2 separate regions of the Anas platyrhynchos genome follow, and region 1 is linked to region 2. The links are chromatin contacts, called in public Hi-C maps. All regions are on one chromosome and are shown on one strand. Each heading gives the region's core, a stretch centred on a gene start, on an enhancer-like site or on the middle of the called end of the contact. The rest is flanking DNA. Distances are from core to core; before and after follow the strand shown. Region 1 has its middle 41 kb from the start of RBBP8. Region 2 has its middle 78 kb from the start of GATA6.

What was found. Hi-C and Micro-C count contacts between places; a contact is called where the count stands out from the background.
Region 1: a contact with region 2 is called in a Hi-C map of liver, with 3 times the contacts expected there. The contact joins two enhancer-like sites. A contact is called at or near these places in 2 of 8 Hi-C or Micro-C datasets (liver and skeletal muscle).

The regions. Positions count from the first base shown.
Region 1 is chr2:54,765,831-54,771,959 of IASCAAS_PekinDuck_T2T, forward strand. No RefSeq gene overlaps it. Among named protein-coding and RNA genes, the nearest start is that of RBBP8, 41 kb to the right of the region's middle. Within about 2 kb of position 2,956, at least 3 of the 8 cell types and tissues checked have an H3K27ac peak or open chromatin away from gene starts, as enhancers often do.
Region 2 is chr2:54,688,018-54,693,375 of IASCAAS_PekinDuck_T2T, forward strand. No RefSeq gene overlaps it. Among named protein-coding and RNA genes, the nearest start is that of GATA6, 78 kb to the left of the region's middle. Within about 2 kb of position 2,729, at least 4 of the 8 cell types and tissues checked have an H3K27ac peak or open chromatin away from gene starts, as enhancers often do.

The sequences.
Region 1 (6,129 bases), core at 1,706-4,205, 78 kb after region 2:
TGTCTCTTTGTACTGACAGGTAGTTATAGGTACCATGAGCTAAACTGCACCCACGATGCATTTTGTTTCCATGAAGCAAAGCTGGAGACTCCAATAACCTCCGGTCTTCACAAAATAAAAGATGACTCCCTGGCTTTCAAAGCAGTTCTCCATTAGAGAATAATTTCTACAAGTAAAACTAATAATTTACTAACCTTCACTGAAACAGAGGATCCAAATCAGATAAGCCTGGTTACAGAAAGTCCAGAAACTTTCCTGTCCTGTTTATAAAATGGGAAGTATGCCCTGTGAGCTCCTGTTTTTGTGGAGATGAGGAAGAAGAGGTAACTGTGATGGTGACACTCCTTATGATCCCTGAGTACTCAAGACAGGGTGTGTTGTCCTTCAGAGCATATAATTTAACCCCACAACATGATGAGATGGGGAGCCTTGGGAGAAAAGCCCTCCCTAATCAAGGACAACAATCTTGATTTAGCCACTCAAATGAAGTGCCCGCAGTGAAGCAATGTGCATACCTGTCATCTGCATCTTCCCTGTTTAAGACCTGGTTTTGATGCTCAGCAAACAGTGCAAGCAAAGGGTCTCGTTGAAGTGTTGGCAGTGCTGGCTCTGGGTTGAACAGAGCACCAACGGGCCCAGGCCACCTTTCACCAGGAGACACAGAAGACCTGTCCTGTGTGATGCCAAGGGATGGCACAGTTATTTCTGTATTTCCCAGACACTAGGGAGACCTCTGGGAGCTCTGCCTTGCTGCCAACACCAGCAGAGGACCACCTCTGAAATGTAGATGACACATTCAACTCCCTCTGACTTTCTCGCCATTGGCATATGATACTAAGCAACCTATTTCCAGGTGAGGACCCAGTCTCAGCCATAACAAGAAGAGAATGCAGGACACAGCCTACATTCAGTTCTCCACTCAGAAATAAGGCCCAGTCCCTTGTCGTGACTCCCCCTAACCCAAATCTCCTGGTGAGTCATTTTCTTTCCCTTGCTGAAAATACTCGTCTAAGTTGCACTTGAGTCACTGGATTCATTCTGTTCTGATGACTTACACATTTCAGAGAGGATGCTGCTCCAAAAATAATAGGACAGATTCCTCCTCTAATATTTGCAATCCTGCATGCTATTTCCCCAGTTTAAACAGAGGAGCAGTAAAAATGTGTTCATCCTGTACTTTCCCCACAAAGCAGATTATACTGACCACTGCTGGAGGCCTCCTGGGCTGAGGGCATACCGCATTTACCATGGAAAGACTTTTCTCCATCCCTCTGACACTACATTCTTCCTCATCCATGTTGCAACCATGGAAGACTACATCTTACTCTTGTTTTTAAAACTCTAGGGAAAAAAAAAAAAAAAAAAAAAAAAAAGGAAAAAGAAAAAAAGAAAGAAAAAATATAACCTTCCTTTAGCTATTTCCATTTGCTGAGGAAAAGGGCTGAATATACCCACATTTGGAAAATGAAAGCTGAGCATCTCGTTAAATTCATAGTTCCCTCAGACGAGTGGGGTCCGTGGCTGCAGACTGCACGGAGCCTAAAGGCCAGCTGTGTACAAAAGGGCACAGCCAGTTCCTGTATGTGCTCCATAACAACATGACACATCTCAGGGCTTTTGGACAAAGGGATGTATTTTTTATGTGAAATTGTTCCTTAGCTGTATATTTCTTTGTCTTCTGCCCATGGGAATAATGACACCAGGCCAAGAATGAAAGACTCCTTTAAGTGTCTCCATGCACATTGGTTTGCCATTCATATTTCTTCCCAACTCGGGAGGCTGACAGGTTGAGGCAATACTAAAAGCTCCTTGGTAATGAAGAAGGGTACCTGAAATCCAAACGTTTCTAAACACACGCTCACTGTACTGAGAACAACTCTTTCTAAAACAGGTAAATTATACTTTGGTAATGCCTCCCTATTCTATAAACTGAATTGATAAGATTCAAGCTAACATTTCATCTTGACATTACTAATACATGTTTGCGAGCATTCAGTTTACACTTTCAATACAGTCTGTCAGATTAGATCTGTATACCTGCTACTGAATAACAAGGGTACTATTGATTTTTCGTTATTTTCAAGTATTTGTTTTCTTGAGTTGAGCACATTCTATTTATTTTGGCACAGGTAGCAGAGAAACCAAGGCAAGAGACTTAACCTCTTTTTGGAAAGATTTAAGACTTGACAAGCACCAGAGCTTCGTGGAACTGCTTGTTCCCATGGTGGTCTGTGACACAGTATTGTCCTCTTTATGACTTTAGTCAGTGTTTGTTCCCTTAATTTTCTGCCTGAGTCTGCTGCGGATATGGGATTGTGCAGGGTATGTAATGACAGTTTTCTCCTGGAGGGACTTGAAAAGTATCTGAAGCATGGATTTCTTTTTCCCCCGTGGCTCAATTTGGAGGCTCTGTCAGGTACCTATCAGGCACCTCCATGCAGAGTGATATACCACTTTGCACTGCAAATGCACACACTTTAAAGCATGGAAGCAATTTGCAAAATTATTTACCTATGCCTGTTGCCATATGGATTTAAAAAAAAAAAAATCCCCAAATCAAACCAAAGATCAACAACCCAAATCTGGCTGTTGCTTTCTGGGTAAAAGTCACACTATGACAAAGACATATTTTCTGGCAATAAGTAGCAATGCAGTGCAGTTGTTTTCTGGCTGATGGGGCTCGCAGTGCCCAGGTGCAGTGGGCACTCCACGAAGGCCAAGGCAGCCCAGTGTCCCATGTATAACCATTTAACTGCAATACTGCCCCTGGACATAGCTATAGATGCTACTGGCAATTCTGTGCATATTGTATATTCAGAGAGTAATGTAAACCCAGAACGCAGTGTGTGTATGTATAGAGATAAATATATTTGCAAAGTCTTCACTACACAGCCCGTTTGCAGTGTTGGTGCGCTTGTGGAGTGATGTGCTCCTATACTGGCACCTAGTGGGGAGCATGCAGGAGGTGGCTGAGTAAAGAGGCCAGGATTCACAGACACACATGCATTCAGCCCATGAAATACCTGGAATACTTTTTTTTTTTCTTTTTTTTTTTTTTCTTTTTTTTTTTCCTGGTTATTTGAAAGTCCTTCCGGCTTAGTGCAATTTTCACTGTTTTCATTTCGGTGTCTCTTGCAGCCTGCCCCCTCCATCTTGTCCTCCACCCTCTCTCACCAGAAGGCCTCAGGGCAAGCCTCTGCTGCTTGCCTGCTCCAGCTGGCATCCCTACCTGTGGTCCCCTCCTTCCTGGCCTTCCTCTTGGATCCCTCTGTAGCAGTTTTTCCTCCTTCAGTTCTGCCTGCCTTGACCTGGGCCTGGCAGGCCTCTCAGAAAAGCAAATGACCACTGGCGTTGCTTCCTGCCTCACGACACACGCTCCCGCTTTGGCCTCGGAGGAAAGGACTGCCTCTTACCCAGCGAAGGACTTCCTCCACCCATTCCCATCACCCGCAGGAACTTTGTGTCCCACCATTGTCCCTTTTTAGCTGAAACAGCAAAAGGCTCAACCTACAACTTCTCCCAAAGTCCACCCTGCGTCATTAGAGTGTTTAAAAGGAAGTACCAAGAAGACGTGATGTTCTTGCCAAAAAGCATTTATCTTCTTCTTACCATCTATATAAAAAGGACAACTCTCCCAAGGAGCCTCCAAGACTGGCCTCAAATACTGCAAAGCCAAATTAGACCTCCTGGGCATCCCAGTTATACCAGTATGTCCTTGCTGATAACAGTGAGCTGAATTACTGCTGGGGTTTGTTTCTGTTGCTAGAGCCCCAGCACATTCCACAGCTGTTGAAGATGTTGCAAGGACACATTTTCAGTGCCAACCTGAGCACGGTCAGCTGCTGCCAGACAGGAACTTGATGATGGGCAGTTCAGGTGAACTGGCAGTCTTAATGAGAGGTAGAAGCTCCCCATTACTGCTGGTTGTAGGACAGCCAGACCTTGTGCTTCCTGCGTGGGGCAATGGCGTACTGCAATTTTGCTGCTAAAGTCAATGAGTGGCACCAGAAAGACCTGCTGGGTCCCTAACGTTACTTCTTGTTTCCTACACTCCTCTTACTCACACACTGACCACGTCCAGCCAGCTCAGCGAGAGGGTGCAGTCTTCCCTTTGGTTGAGACATTCATTTCCCATTGTGGATGAAGGCCATGCTTCCATCCTGAAGGGAAGTTACTGTGGGTGAAATTGTTAAACAGCCCTCCATCCTGTATGGTCTGTGACCGTGATTTACAGCCCGTTTTTAGTTACGCACCAATTCGGCTGAATTTCTCTCGAACAGTTGATCTGAATGCTAAACCTATTCAAGGCTAGCGGCATTTCTGTGATTCATCCAACACAAGGAAACACTGAAAATTTATTAGGATGTTTTTACAGTCCCGGAAATTGCTATGTGGCTCTATTGCTAACAAAAGAACAGAAATGGCTCACAATATTATTGCACCTTTTCATACACATTAGGTGGTATAGGCCTTTGTCGTTTATTCAGTTTTTAAGTCAAACTCTCTTCTGGGCTGAGATTCTGTAAGGTTTCCAGTTCTTGCGATTTTATCACAAGCTTCACTAACATTTGGTGCTTTCCTTAAAGCTCTGGTTCTTGCAATGTCTTGATTTGACCATGTGAGAATTTCAGCTCTATAACGAAATAAAAACCAATAATTCTATCCCCTGAGACTGTAGAGAACAGTAACAAAACAATAACTGAAATCTGTTTGCATGCTAGATGGCAAGGAAAACCTAGATCTTTTGTTTGATTTCAGCAAATTTTTATGTCACTCCTCTGATTTTGGCTTATGATTTCTGAATTTCTATGTGCTGGTGAGGACGTTATCTGGAAGAGAAGGGAGGGGGACATGAAACTATGCATACTCTGTCCCTCTGTTTGTAATAGCCTTGATTTAGCTTAGCATACCAGCTGAAATCAGGTGCTGGTTGGCAAGTTTAACTCATTTTTTTCCTTTCAGACTTACTGCTTGCCAGCCTACAGAGGCAGGCAGCAGCTGAACCCTCACCACAACACATAAAACAGGGTTCCTCTGCCCAGATTGTCATCAGAGTGCCCATAGCTAAATTACAAGAAGTCTTGGCATTAAGGTAGAATTTTCAACTACTGGGGAACATTTTCATTATTCAGAAAATTTTTATTATTGGGAAAAGAAGGGGCTGAATCATTTATGCACATGGCTGCGTCCACACCATGCACTGGGCAGGCAGGCTGTACTTTCTGTGTTCATCTGTGGTGATGTATCATCACATCTCGCCATGAATTTGCTCTCTGTCCCAGCAGTGCATACAGCTAGAGAGGAGGACGAAAAGCAGCCTTAGTAGCCTCAGCAGGGAATTACGTCATTTATAACACTGAGTCAAGCAAGTGCTCAGGAGAAAGGTGCAAACCACATGTCAGTTCTGGGAAGGGCATCCTTTCTGATGACTGGTCTCTTTCCAGAATACTCACAGCAGTGCTATGAGTGCCAGCAGTGCATTTGTTAAAGCCAAACAATTCTTCTGAGTGTTGCATAGTAGGACCCAGCCCCGGCACACAGAACTTGCTGTAACTTAATGCAAAATATATCAAATTGCTCTTACGCAAAGGGAGGTAGCCGCAGAAATAACAGCAGCAGGGTAACACGTCAACTTGTTATGTGCTGGGCTTTATGGCTGTGAATCCTTCAGGCTGGGATTTTCAAATAGTAGTAGGGTAGTCAGACTTACAGAGGGGTGGATGAGAAATAAAAGACGTTGCACTTTTTTTTTACTTTTTTTTTTTTTTTTTAAGCTTTTTTAGCACTTATAGGGTATCTATAACCTTCTGAACCCTCTGCTCACTTCAGTGAGTGCTTAGCCCAGCAGGGAGTCACGTTATGTCCTGTTTTTAAGGCATGATAGTTTCAAAATAGGTTAAAATTTTCTTAGTTGCTGATAGAGACCACAGTCAAACAAAAAGACTGATGGATAGGAACTCAAAGAAAAGACTGGCCTTTAGGAATACCAAACATACTTGTTCACACAGTGTTCAGTTATGAAGATTTTATTATGTACCAATTTGAGTTTATATGTACCAAATGTTTGTGAGTCAGCGGAACAAGCAGGGCTGCCCTGTTCCAGTAGATCTTTTTTCTGCCCTTATGATG
Region 2 (5,358 bases), core at 1,479-3,978:
TGTGTCCATAGAAAGCAGTGGAGCAAGGCTGGGAATCTGTTTATTTACAAGTGAAGCGTCTTCCCAGTAACAGCGGGAACACTGCAATTTAAAAATAAAAAAAAAAAATACACATACAGGCACCTTACTGGAATGTATTTTAATTTCCTTGAGCTAGACTGGGAACCCATTCCCATTGCTTCTTTGATGTGGTAATAGGCAAGTGAAAGAATGTTCACAGTTTATGCATTCATCTCTGGGAGAGGCAACCCTGAATTCCTAGTGGAAAAAGTCTATTTTTGCAGTGGGAAATCCTTCTTCTCCAAGCTACCATTAAATTATCTTTCCCTGGATTTTCTGCCCATCTTGTGTACCCAGAGGCCTAACATACACAAAGACTAGAGGAACATTCAGCTACCCATGACCAGTTTTATGCACGTGGAATATCATCCCCAGTCAGGGAGCCTGGGTACTCTGGGAGGAAAGGAGATGAAAAGTTATTGCTTGCATCCTGGCAGGGACCAGACAACCAGGACAATCACATTAAAAACAACAACGTTCATATCAGGCACACAGAGTTGTCCTATGTGGTTATGAGCTGCTTCTGTAACAGAAGTACCGTTGGAGTCTTTATCTGGGAAGTTAACACCTCGAGCCACAAGGGTATTGAAACACCTGCCTGCCTCTTCGGTATCTATGGCTGATATGTCAGTGCCTTGATGAACTCTCTTGCAACCCAGCTGCTGCCAAATGCTACAAACATCATGATCCCTTAGGTGTCCCTTTATCAGTTATGTACCTTGCCTTGCTATATTTCAGGTGACACTCCTTCATGCAAAAGCCATTCTACAAAACCCTCTAGGAAAGACTGCTGGTGATTTCTGCATATTCAACCAGTACATCCACACACAGCCAACCTTCCCCTTGCAGTTCTGGTCCTTGGGTGAAAAACAGGGATGTCCTGTGTGAGCTGAGCCATGCGATTTCTGCCTCAGCAATTCAAGATAGGGAAGGTGGCCATCTCTGACTAAGTGAACCATATCACTCATCATGTCCTGCTTCTTGCTTCATTTCACTCTGTTTAGGCAGGTCCTCGCTCAAATCTGTTCTGAAAACTCTTCATCACATGCCTGTGTGTTCTGTGTGGGCAGTGGGTACCAATTCACAGAGGAAGGGTGAAGAGGAGAGACACTGTAATGACCGTGAATCTGGACCAATTCCCTTTGTTTTTACAAGATCACCAATACACACACGTTTCTTTTCATGCCTGGTGTGACTCTTTAAATGAGTGACCAACTTTCCTAAATCCACCCAGCCTCTTCCAGTGGCAGGGGAGGGCTGAGATCCTTTATGGTAACATGCCCAGGCCTCCACCCCATGACCAGTACACTCAGTCTGCCCACACGCTGTCGACCCAACATACTCCGTAGCATTGGCCTTACCCCGAGCACGTGCTAGGGCACAGGCATCTCTATCTTGCCTGCAGCCCAGGTTGCTGCCTGGGGCAGAGAAGTATTCATGGAGAGCAAGGTGGAATGAATAAGCTGCTCCCATCTTTCCCAAAATCTCCTGGGGCGAGGAGCAGGTGTGTGTGAATGGCCCACGTTCACACAGAAGCCTTTATTACCATGACCAGGGCATGACTGATACTCACCTGGAGCGATGTCAGCTAAGAGGGTGCTTTGTGGTCCCTTCACGGCAACGGCCCAAACACCCTGCCGTACAGCAGCCCACCTCAACACCTCAGGCAGCATGCACCAAACCCATCTTTAACATTGCCTTTGCCCTCAGCTGTAAATTCAGATCACCCAGAGAACCTGACTGAGGCATACCTTGCGTTTCTGTGCCAGAAACATTATCCGTCTGTACATGGCTAACTTCAAACCTTACAACACAGAACAAATTTCAACCTAACTCCTTTTCAGGTAGAGGCAGGGAGCCAGCCCCTTTGCTCCAGGACTTGCTTTTCCATGCCATCCCCTCCCTCCGTCCCAGCTTGCTCCATTCACCTCTTTGCCGGAATAGAGCGCAAGGACTCGCAATGGGCTCGCAATGACCTCTGGCTTCTCGCTGGAGTTTTGGTGAGAGATTGTTGGTTATAGGGTACTAATTGCTCCTTCTGAGCCAAAGGGCAAAGCCGTACCTCCACAGGGGAGCACTTGTACGGGTACAGCCCCGCTGAGATGGCATTCAGAGAGGGTGGCCACAGGAAGGGTAATCTGCAGCTTCGTCAAAGGTACAGCAGGAAAAAAAAAAAAAAAAAAAGAGTAAAAAGCTGCTCTGGTGTTCCTTCTTCGAGTTCTTGCTGCCACTAATGAATTATTAACCTCAATGATTAAATTAATATTTACAAGACTGCACTAAAGCAGTAAAGATGGGCTAGTTGCTGAAATACCATTTCCTCATTGCACATACCCTCCTTTCCCCTCTGTGCCAGCCCTGCTCTGCTGAGTGCTGAGTTCCTGGTGAAAACCTTTGGTGCACACATGCAGGAAGTGAGGTCAGGCTTGTTTTGGCAGTTTCAGCTGCATTTATCCCAGATAGCAGCTGAATTTTATCAGTTGGTTTAGCCTTTGGTCTTCAAGAGACAAACTATTATTTCACTCCTCTTTAAAAATAATAATAAAGTCGTTTTTAGGGGGGAGAAAAAAAAAAAAAAAAAAAGAAAATAGCACTGTGAGCTTAGAGAAAAAGCGAGGGCAGGAGCCGTGCCTCGCACAGCCGGCTCAGCCCTGCTGCGAGCGCCCTCGTGTGCCCGCAGCCCCCACGCCTCGGGTGGGCACCGCCGTGGGGATGCCCGGGGGTCCCACGGGGAGCCCTCTCCACGGCGATTTCCGAGCCCTCCAAACCGTGAGGCAGTTTGGGGGTTGTCCCCAGGTCGGTGGGTTTGCCCCCGTTCTCCTCCCCAGTAGGGAAAAAGAGGAAATCCTGGAGGATGCAGAGAGGAGTGGGGATGCAGAGAGGAGCAGGGATGCTGCCACTTTGCCCGGGTCCATGCCAATGGGATGCCCACTCAGCCAGCAGCATCCCCCAGGCCCACTCGATGGCACTTGATGGGTCTTCTTGTCGCCAAGTCCATGACGAGGTTGGCATCAAAGCCCTGCAAGCGGGGTATCAACAGCCTGCCCTCCCCTATCTCCACTGATTTGTGTCTGGGCAAAAAAAAAATACAATTAAGTAATGGGTAAAAGCAAAATTAATAAAGCCATCCCTTCCTGTGAGGCTAAGTAACAAACCAAAAAATCTCTCTCTTTTGCTTACAGTTCTTTCCCTGGTGTCGTGATGGGTATTTACAGATAAGAGTGGGCTTTCTAGATTAATTATTTAAAGTCAGTTTCAGTTTCATTCACACCTTACCCCCAGTCTTCTCAGTGCTGGTGGCTTTGTTTGCAGAATAAGAGCTCAGGTAGCGATCCTTTTCCCAGGCCCATTTTAATTTGTTCAGCTTGAACAAGGTTTCCTCCATCTGACCGTAGACCTCTCAGCACGTCCTTCCAGCAGAAAAGTGTATGGATTTTGTTCTTATTACCAACTTTCGTACTAAAATCACCGCAAGGCAAACACAGAACCCAGATATGAAATATAAATAACAAACAATGCCCAGATTGGAAACTTTCTAGAGATTACATTAGACCCTGGAACAGGGCCCCTGCCTCTGTCAAAGAAGTGTTATCTTGAGATTGTCAATGCATGCTTCAGGGTAAGAGTGACTTTGTCCCCAGAGACCCAAGGGAACATAACAAGTGACATCAGTCATATTTTGGAGACTGTAGGGCCTAGTGTCACTAAATGTCAGCTAAATCTCTGTACATGGCTCTCTTCAAAGAGTCATTCCTGAAGTGCTGAAAGGTGAGGGGGGCTAACTAAGCCAATTAAAGAAACATTTACTAAGTAGTGGAAGGACACAATGATCTACAGACCAGGTATATAACAATTTATTTTGTTTTCCTTTAGTTTCCATCAGGGCCTCAGTGGGTGGGAAAAAATGCCTCTCTACCAAGCACCAGAGGTAGGACATTAGCTGACGAAAGGCAGGAGGCTCAGACTGAAGCAATGACCGTTTCTTTTTCCCCTAGAGCTGATGTTCTGTCTGTTCCACCTCGGCATTTCTTGTGAAGCCAGAGACAACAAGCCAGTCTGCCCAAACACAAAAATAAAACACCAGACACGCTTCTTTGGGAAAGGCAAAGTTTCTTGTGAAAGAGGAATTGCAACTGGAATTTACAGGAATGCTAGCAGTCATACCATCAGGTCAAATCCTGATCCTACTCGCTTTATTGTAAATAATGAGCAGTCCCTGGGACACGCCAGCTAAGGCAACTCCTTATTAGGCCCTTTATTCGTATGTCTGAGCTCCTCAGAAATAATTAAGTGGGGAGACATTTTGTATTATTGGAAACAAACCTTTGTATTTTCTTGGTGAAACCAGTGTTTTTCCTTCTGCAGAAGCTGACTCATGTAAAAAGCATCCACAAAGGAATCATACAAATACACTCAGGGATACAAATAGACTGGTTTTTGTCAATTGGTCCCCTGTCAATCATAGACGGGACGAAATTCTGCTTTGGGGTAAGCCGATGGAACAGTTGCAAGTATAACCAAGGGATGTAGACAAAGGTGTACTTGCAGGTCTGGCTGAAGCAGTCGAAGAAAGGAGGCATTAACCACTGCTCCAGCACCGGAGGTAACTCTCTCCCCAGCAGGGCCCAATCCTGCAGATGGAAATCATGTCCAAGCAAAGCCACCGGCTTAGCTCAACCCGCTTTCTGCAGCAGCTCGAAGTAACTCAGCTGACTTTGTGCTGAAGCTGATTAGCTCACGAAGGCGGTTTGCTTGGCTCCGTGGAGGACGTGGTAACCTCCCACTGAAAAGCACTTGCAAAGAGGAGATAGGCAGTAATATCTAAAATTAGGAAAACCCCTTTCTGAAAAGATCATGAGTCCAAGCTTTAAGAGAAGAGTTTACACACCATGTCCTTATCTGGGATCTGAGTTCAAGGCTGTTCCTATCTTGGGTGTTGGTTTGGTTCATTATGGAGATAAATCCAAGCTGTGAAATCTGGATCTGGACCAAATTTCTCCATAGTTTGAAAGTGTTTGGCTCCATTGTTTTGGAAAGGGCCTATCACTGCTACTAGGTCTTTTAAACCGAACAACAGATGCAGACGTAATAAGAAGAGCAATGAACATTAGGATGTCATCATAACTGCATCAAGATGAATCCCCCAACACTTTCCAGAGTTTCTAATTTACAAAGAAAGAAGAAATAATAAATCATAAACAGTAACTGAAACACATCCAACATTTCAATCAGTGCAGTGCACTTATTACTTAGCCTCTATAAATAAATTCTACTAATGCAGGAAGTTTGGGGCAAGAA